Regions from separate parts of the Macaca mulatta genome. Here region 2 is linked to region 1. A link is a contact called in public Hi-C data. All regions are on one chromosome and are shown on one strand. The core of a region is the stretch at or near the end of the contact, and the rest is flanking DNA. Distances in the headings are between cores, read along the strand shown.

The links. Hi-C and Micro-C count contacts between places; a contact is called where the count stands out from the background.
Region 2: a Hi-C map of fetal cortex germinal zone shows a contact between it and region 1, with 3 times the contacts expected there. The contact joins the promoter of ZCCHC14 here to the promoter of MAP1LC3B in region 1. A contact is called at or near these places in 2 of 14 Hi-C or Micro-C datasets (cortical neurons and fetal cortex germinal zone).

Annotation. Positions count from the first base shown.
Region 1 is chr20:82,762,474-82,765,173 of T2T-MMU8v2.0, forward strand. MAP1LC3B (microtubule associated protein 1 light chain 3 beta) reads left to right here and starts at 1,419. Exons shown (of 4, transcript NM_001193625.1): 1 at 1,419-1,557. The coding sequence starts at 1,518.
Region 2 is chr20:82,866,064-82,868,763 of T2T-MMU8v2.0, forward strand. It overlaps ZCCHC14 (zinc finger CCHC-type containing 14), which reads right to left and starts at 1,405. Exons shown (of 15, transcript XR_013412006.1): 1 at 765-1,405.

The DNA.
Region 1 (2,700 bases), core at 169-2,668:
TACAGGCGAGAGCCACCGCCCCCGGCTATTTTCGTATGTTTTGCATGTTTCAAGTTCACAGTGTAGATTGTATCAGCCTAATCCAATCACTTTATGCAATTGGGATAGAAGAAAGGCTTTTACAAAGTCAAAAGGAGAAATCCTGGAACTATGGGCTCTTTTAAAGTACTAGATACTAAAGAACAAAAACAGCCAAATAGCCGGGAGCAGTGGCTCACGCCTATAATCCCAACTCTGAAGGAGGCCGAGGCGGGAGGGTCGCTTGAGGCCAGGAGTTCAAGACCAGCCTGGGCAACAAAGCGAGATGGCGGCTCTACTCCCAGCTTCTGGGGAGGCTGAGGCAGGAGGATCCCTTGAGCCCAGGAGGTCGAGGCCACCACGAGCTATGATCGCGCCACTGCATTCCAGGCTGGGCAACAGAGCAAGACCCTGTCTCAAAAAAAAAACCCCAAAGGATCTAGTGCTGTTCCTACAGAGACACGTTGGCCATAGGCTGAGGTGGGCAATAGCAACCAAATACCGCATGGTGACTGACGCCCTGCGGCCCATTTGGAGTCCTCAAATCTGACTGCCCTGTTACAGATGAGTCCGAGACTCAAAAACTGTCACGAGTGTAAGGTGTCCCGCGAGTTTAGTGGCTGGGAGGCTGAGGGGTGGACAGGGCGGCTAGCGACGTGGGGCAGCCTGGCCGTCGCTGCGGGCGACCTAACGGGAGGAAGATCTCACAGCCAGCAGGAGCGTCCCAGGATGAAGGCCTCGGGACAAAAGCAGTTCCGTAGACGCCCCAAGGCTGGGCGTCGAGTGACTGCGGGCGGAGGTCACCAGCGGCCGCTCCCCGGAAGCCACCCACGGACCGCACGCGCCCCGCAAGCGGAGGGGGCCGGGGCTCCACGGGCGAGCGGCGACCCTGCCTCCCGAAGAGGACGCGGCCTGCCCTGCGCGCCTCAGCCCGGGGTGCCGGCGTCTGGGCCCGCACCGCCAAGTCTCTCTCCGGAGGGGAAGGGATGGTCGAGTTTACCCCATGTCCCTTCCTTGGACCGCTCCCTCAAGAGCGACCCGGGACACCACGCCCGTGGCTCAGCCTCCCCCGCCCCGCGCTGCCCTCTCCTCAGGGCCGGGGAGCAGGCTCCCGAGCGCCCACAGCCCGGGGCTGCGGCCCGGCCCACAACCGTCACCTCAGGCGCCTCAGGCGCTCAGCATTGCTGGGCGGGGCAAGTGCACCACCGGGAGCATGCGCAGAGCGCCCGTTTCACTCATCGCGCATGCGCACACACCTACCCCGCCCCCACGCTGCGTGCCTTTCCTGTGTTCCGCCACGCCCGCCATGGCGGCGGCCCTGGCCGGCTCTGGCCCCGCCCCTCGGTGACGCGCTGCGAGTCACCTGACGAGGCTGCGGGCTGAGAAGACACAAGGGAAGTAGCTGTCGCCAGAGTCAGATTCTCCGCCGCAGCCGCCGCCGCCCCCAGGAGCCGCCGGGACCCTCGCGTCGTCGCCGCCGCCGCCCAGATCCCCGCACCATGCCGTCGGAGAAGACTTTCAAGCAGCGCCGCACCTTCGGTGAGTGTCGCCGCGAGGGCGCCGGGTGCGGCGGGTCCGGGGTCCGAGCTGTGGAGGGCGGCAGGGCCTGGGACGCCGTGAGGGGCCGGGGCCGAGCCGGGAGGCCGAGCGGGGCCGGTGGCTGCCGGCCGGCGGGGCCGAGGGACGCGGGGCCCGGGGCACTGTGAGGGACCCAGGCCGGGGCCGAGCCGGGAGGGCCAGGGGCTGGTCTGGGCCGTGGCGGCCTGCGGACCCCTCGGAGGCCTAGGAGGAGGCAGCCCGCGGCGGGCGGGCGGGGACCGGTGCGCTCGGGGCCCCCGGGCCTGCTGAATCACCCGGCGCCCTCCGCGGCGGGCTCCCTGCCGCACCCCGGCCACCGCCGCCCCCTCGAACGTGCTGCCGGGCGAGGGTCGCGCTTCTGGGGCCCAAGGGCCCCCGGGGCCACGCTGGGCAGTTCGGCTCTGAAGCCGGGCTGCGCCGGGACCCGGCGCGTCACCTTCAGGGCTAGTTTTCCCGTCGAGGGAGCCCGCCCGGCTGCGAGTGCCCCTTACAGACCCCAGAGCCTCCGTCGAGAGCGGGGGAACGTGCCGGGCCCCCGGCCCCGCCGCGCCCGGGACGGCCCACGGCGGTGTTGACAGTTGTGTGTGTAGCCCGGGAGCTGGGGTGGGAGACTTCTCTTGGGTTTGCGTTTCCGTTCTCACCTTGACACCAGGAATACATCCCTTTTCCGCCAGTTCAGACTGGAAACCCAACTGAGGTGTCCTGGCATTTGGTTAAACGTGCAGGTGTCACCATCACAGTATTTACTCCACGCAGATGATGCGAAGTGATTCTTTCCCTTTTGAGCCAGAGAACGCAGCAGATCCGGATATCTGTTTTTGCCTAAGCTCCAGGCACCGGTTTGGTAGGGAGGCACCGCGTTCGTCCCAGCGGACGGCGAATGTCTGCCGCCATCCTCGTCGGGAGCCCACACAGTGGTGCTGTTTGTCTGCTTTTGCCTCGTTTCCCGGAGTCTAGAAAGAGCTTAGCGTGTATTTGAGTTTGGATATAGTTTTGCACGTCTCGTTATTGACCGTTATTTTATTTCTTGTGCCTGAGAAACTTCAGTAAATGAAAATGGGCCTTGGCTTGCCAAGCGTATCTTTTCCAACAGCCTCTTGAGGC
Region 2 (2,700 bases), core at 155-2,654, 100 kb after region 1:
CCCAGACCCCCAGCGACACAGGCCCCAAGCGGGGCCCCGAACACCTGTGTGGAGGGAGCGGCTCAGCGCCTTGCAATGTTCACCTCACCGGCGGCTTCTGGCATGGCCACGGCTCCTTCCCTTTCTGGTAATAAATACCAGATTTGGGGAAACCAAGGCGCCGCAATCAGTTATCTGTCACCCAAGGGCCCCATTAAGGGGACAAAGGCCCTATCGCGTTTGCAGCCAGCTAAGTGAAAGGAGGGCACCCGGGACTGTGAGTTCTGACTGCGGACGTCTCCCGCACCGCTCCCGCGGATCCTCGGACCCAGGGCCCCTGTAGCCGCTCCTGCCCAAGGGGCGCGAGGCATAGGTCTGGAGGCTTTGGGGCACGCAGAGGGGACTGAGGGTGTGGGTTCAGGGCCGCGGTGCGGTCTTGGGGCTTGAAGTGCAGACTTAGGGTGCGGAGTGGGGGCTTAGGATGTGGGCTTGGGACACGGGATGGGGACTTGAGATGTACGGTGGAGGCTTGGAGAGGTGGGGCACACATTTGGGGTGCGGGGTAGAAGCTTGGGATGGGGCTTGGAACACAGGTTGGGGGCTCGCGGTGCAGGCTGGAGGCCTGGGTGGGGGCTGTCGGTGCAGGTTGGAGGCGTGGGTTGGGGGGGGTTGCGGTGCAGGCTTGGAGGCCTGGGTGGGGGACTCGCGGTGCAGGCTGGAGGCTTGGCGTGCAGAGTTAGGGGCGCAGAGTTGGGTACAGGGCAGAGCTCGGGGCGGGCACGCACCTTGTGACAGGCCGGGCAGGTGGGCAGCGCGCCGCCCGGCCCGGGCGCGCCCTTGCCGCCGTGGCCCCCGCCGCCGTTCAGGCTGCTCTGGATCTGCGTAAGCTCCTGGCGCAGCACCTGCTTCTGGTGGAAGCTGAAGGCCGGGTGGTTGGAGGCCATGGTGAACAGCAGCAAGAACTCATCGCCCGTGCGGCCCTCGTTGAGCTGCAGCCCGTAGTTGTGAATGATGGAGTCGATGTGCGTGAGCGTGCGGTAGAGCACGCCCGCCGCCTCGCGCTGCTCCGAGCCCAGCAGCGCCAGCGACACCAGCAGCTTGCTGCGCACCACCTCGTCCGTCAGGTTGGTGAGGCTGCCTAGGTCGGCCGGGTTGTTGGCCTTGATCTCCGAGTCGCGCAGCGAGTGGTAGTCCTTGCGGGCCAGGTCCTCCAGGCACGAGCCGAGGAAGCGCAGCTCGAGCGGGATGCACAGGTCCAGCAGGCCGCACAGGAACTCCACGCGCTGCGGCGACGGCAGCTCCGAGAACCAGCGGTACACGCCGTCCCTCTGCAACGGGCAGCGCTTCTCCACCATGCTGCCGCCCGCGCCGCGCCGCGACCCGGGGCCGGGGGCCGCGCGGGGGCGGCCGGGGGGCGCCGGGGGCCGCGGCCGGGGCGCGCCGGGGCCGGGGGCGCGCGGGCCGGGGCCGGGTCCGGGCGAGGGCGCGCGGGCGCCGCGGGCCTGGCGGGCGCCGGGGCGGGGGCGGGGACCGGGGCCGGGCAAGGCTCCCGTCAGGGGCCGGCGGGCGGGCGCGCGCGAGGCGCCGGGGGGGCCCGGGGCGGCCGGGGCGGCCGGGGGCGGCGAGCGGCCTCGGGCCCCCCGCTCACGGGGAGGCGCCTTCCCCGCGCCCGTGCCCAGCGGCGGCCGGTGCGCGGCGGCGGCGGCGGCTGCTCCTCGTCGTCGTCGTCGTCGTCGCCCGGGAGGCGGCCGCCCCCATCTCCCCCCGCGCCGCAGGGTCTGTCACTGCGGGCCGCCCCCCGACGGAGCCGCCCCGGCCATGCCGTCGCCGCCGCCCGCGCCTCCGCCCAGGCCGGCCGTTACCCCGGGCCGCGGGCGCGGCGTCGCCGCCTGGGGAGCGCTGGGGGCCGCGGCCGCGGAACGGGCGCTGGCGGGGGAGGGACGCGCGGCGGGCGGCGCGGAGGGATCCGGCCGGGACTTGCCGGCCTTGCTGCTCCCGCGCGGCGGACGGATCCGGGCCCGAGCGCGGCGGCGGCGGCGGCAGCGGAGGCGCCGTCAGAGGAGCGGAGGGATCGTCGCGCTCGCGGCTGACGGGCGGCCGGGACCAGCAGAAGTGGGCGGGGTGGCCGCCTCTCGCGACAGCCCGGGCCGGCCGGGCCCGCCTCCCCCCGCTGATTGGCTCAGGCGGCCCGTTCTCGGCCCGTGATTGTGCCTGGACCCCAATCCCATTCGCCCGTGCCGCGGCCACGCCTCCCCGGGGGTTGTCGATCATGTTGGAGCCACCGCCTCCCGTCCCTCGGCGGCCGTCAGGACGCGATTGGTCCGCGGAGATCGGAGAGGCGGAAAACCCGGGCTGGATTTCTGGTTGCTTTTGTTCCCGCAAATTTGCGTGGAGCATTGTTTTTGGGCGAAAACGGGGCGTTCGGCCTTCCTGCTTTATTCCTGAGCGGTGTAAGAGGGAGGTAGTGGGTATCTTCGAGAAATGGCCGCCGCGGGGTCCGGACCCCCGGGTTCCAATCCCGGGTCGACCACTGCTAAGCTGTGTGACCTTGGACGAGTCACTTGGCCTCTCTGAGCCCCAGGCGCCTCCCCGGGAAAATGAGGGTAATAATAACCGCCCCCGAGGGCTTGTGCGAAGGTGATGAGCTCACAGAGGGCCGGCACCGGCACTTTTGAGGCGGCTGACTTGCCCTGGGGGTGTGGTGGGAGGTGCAAGCTTTCT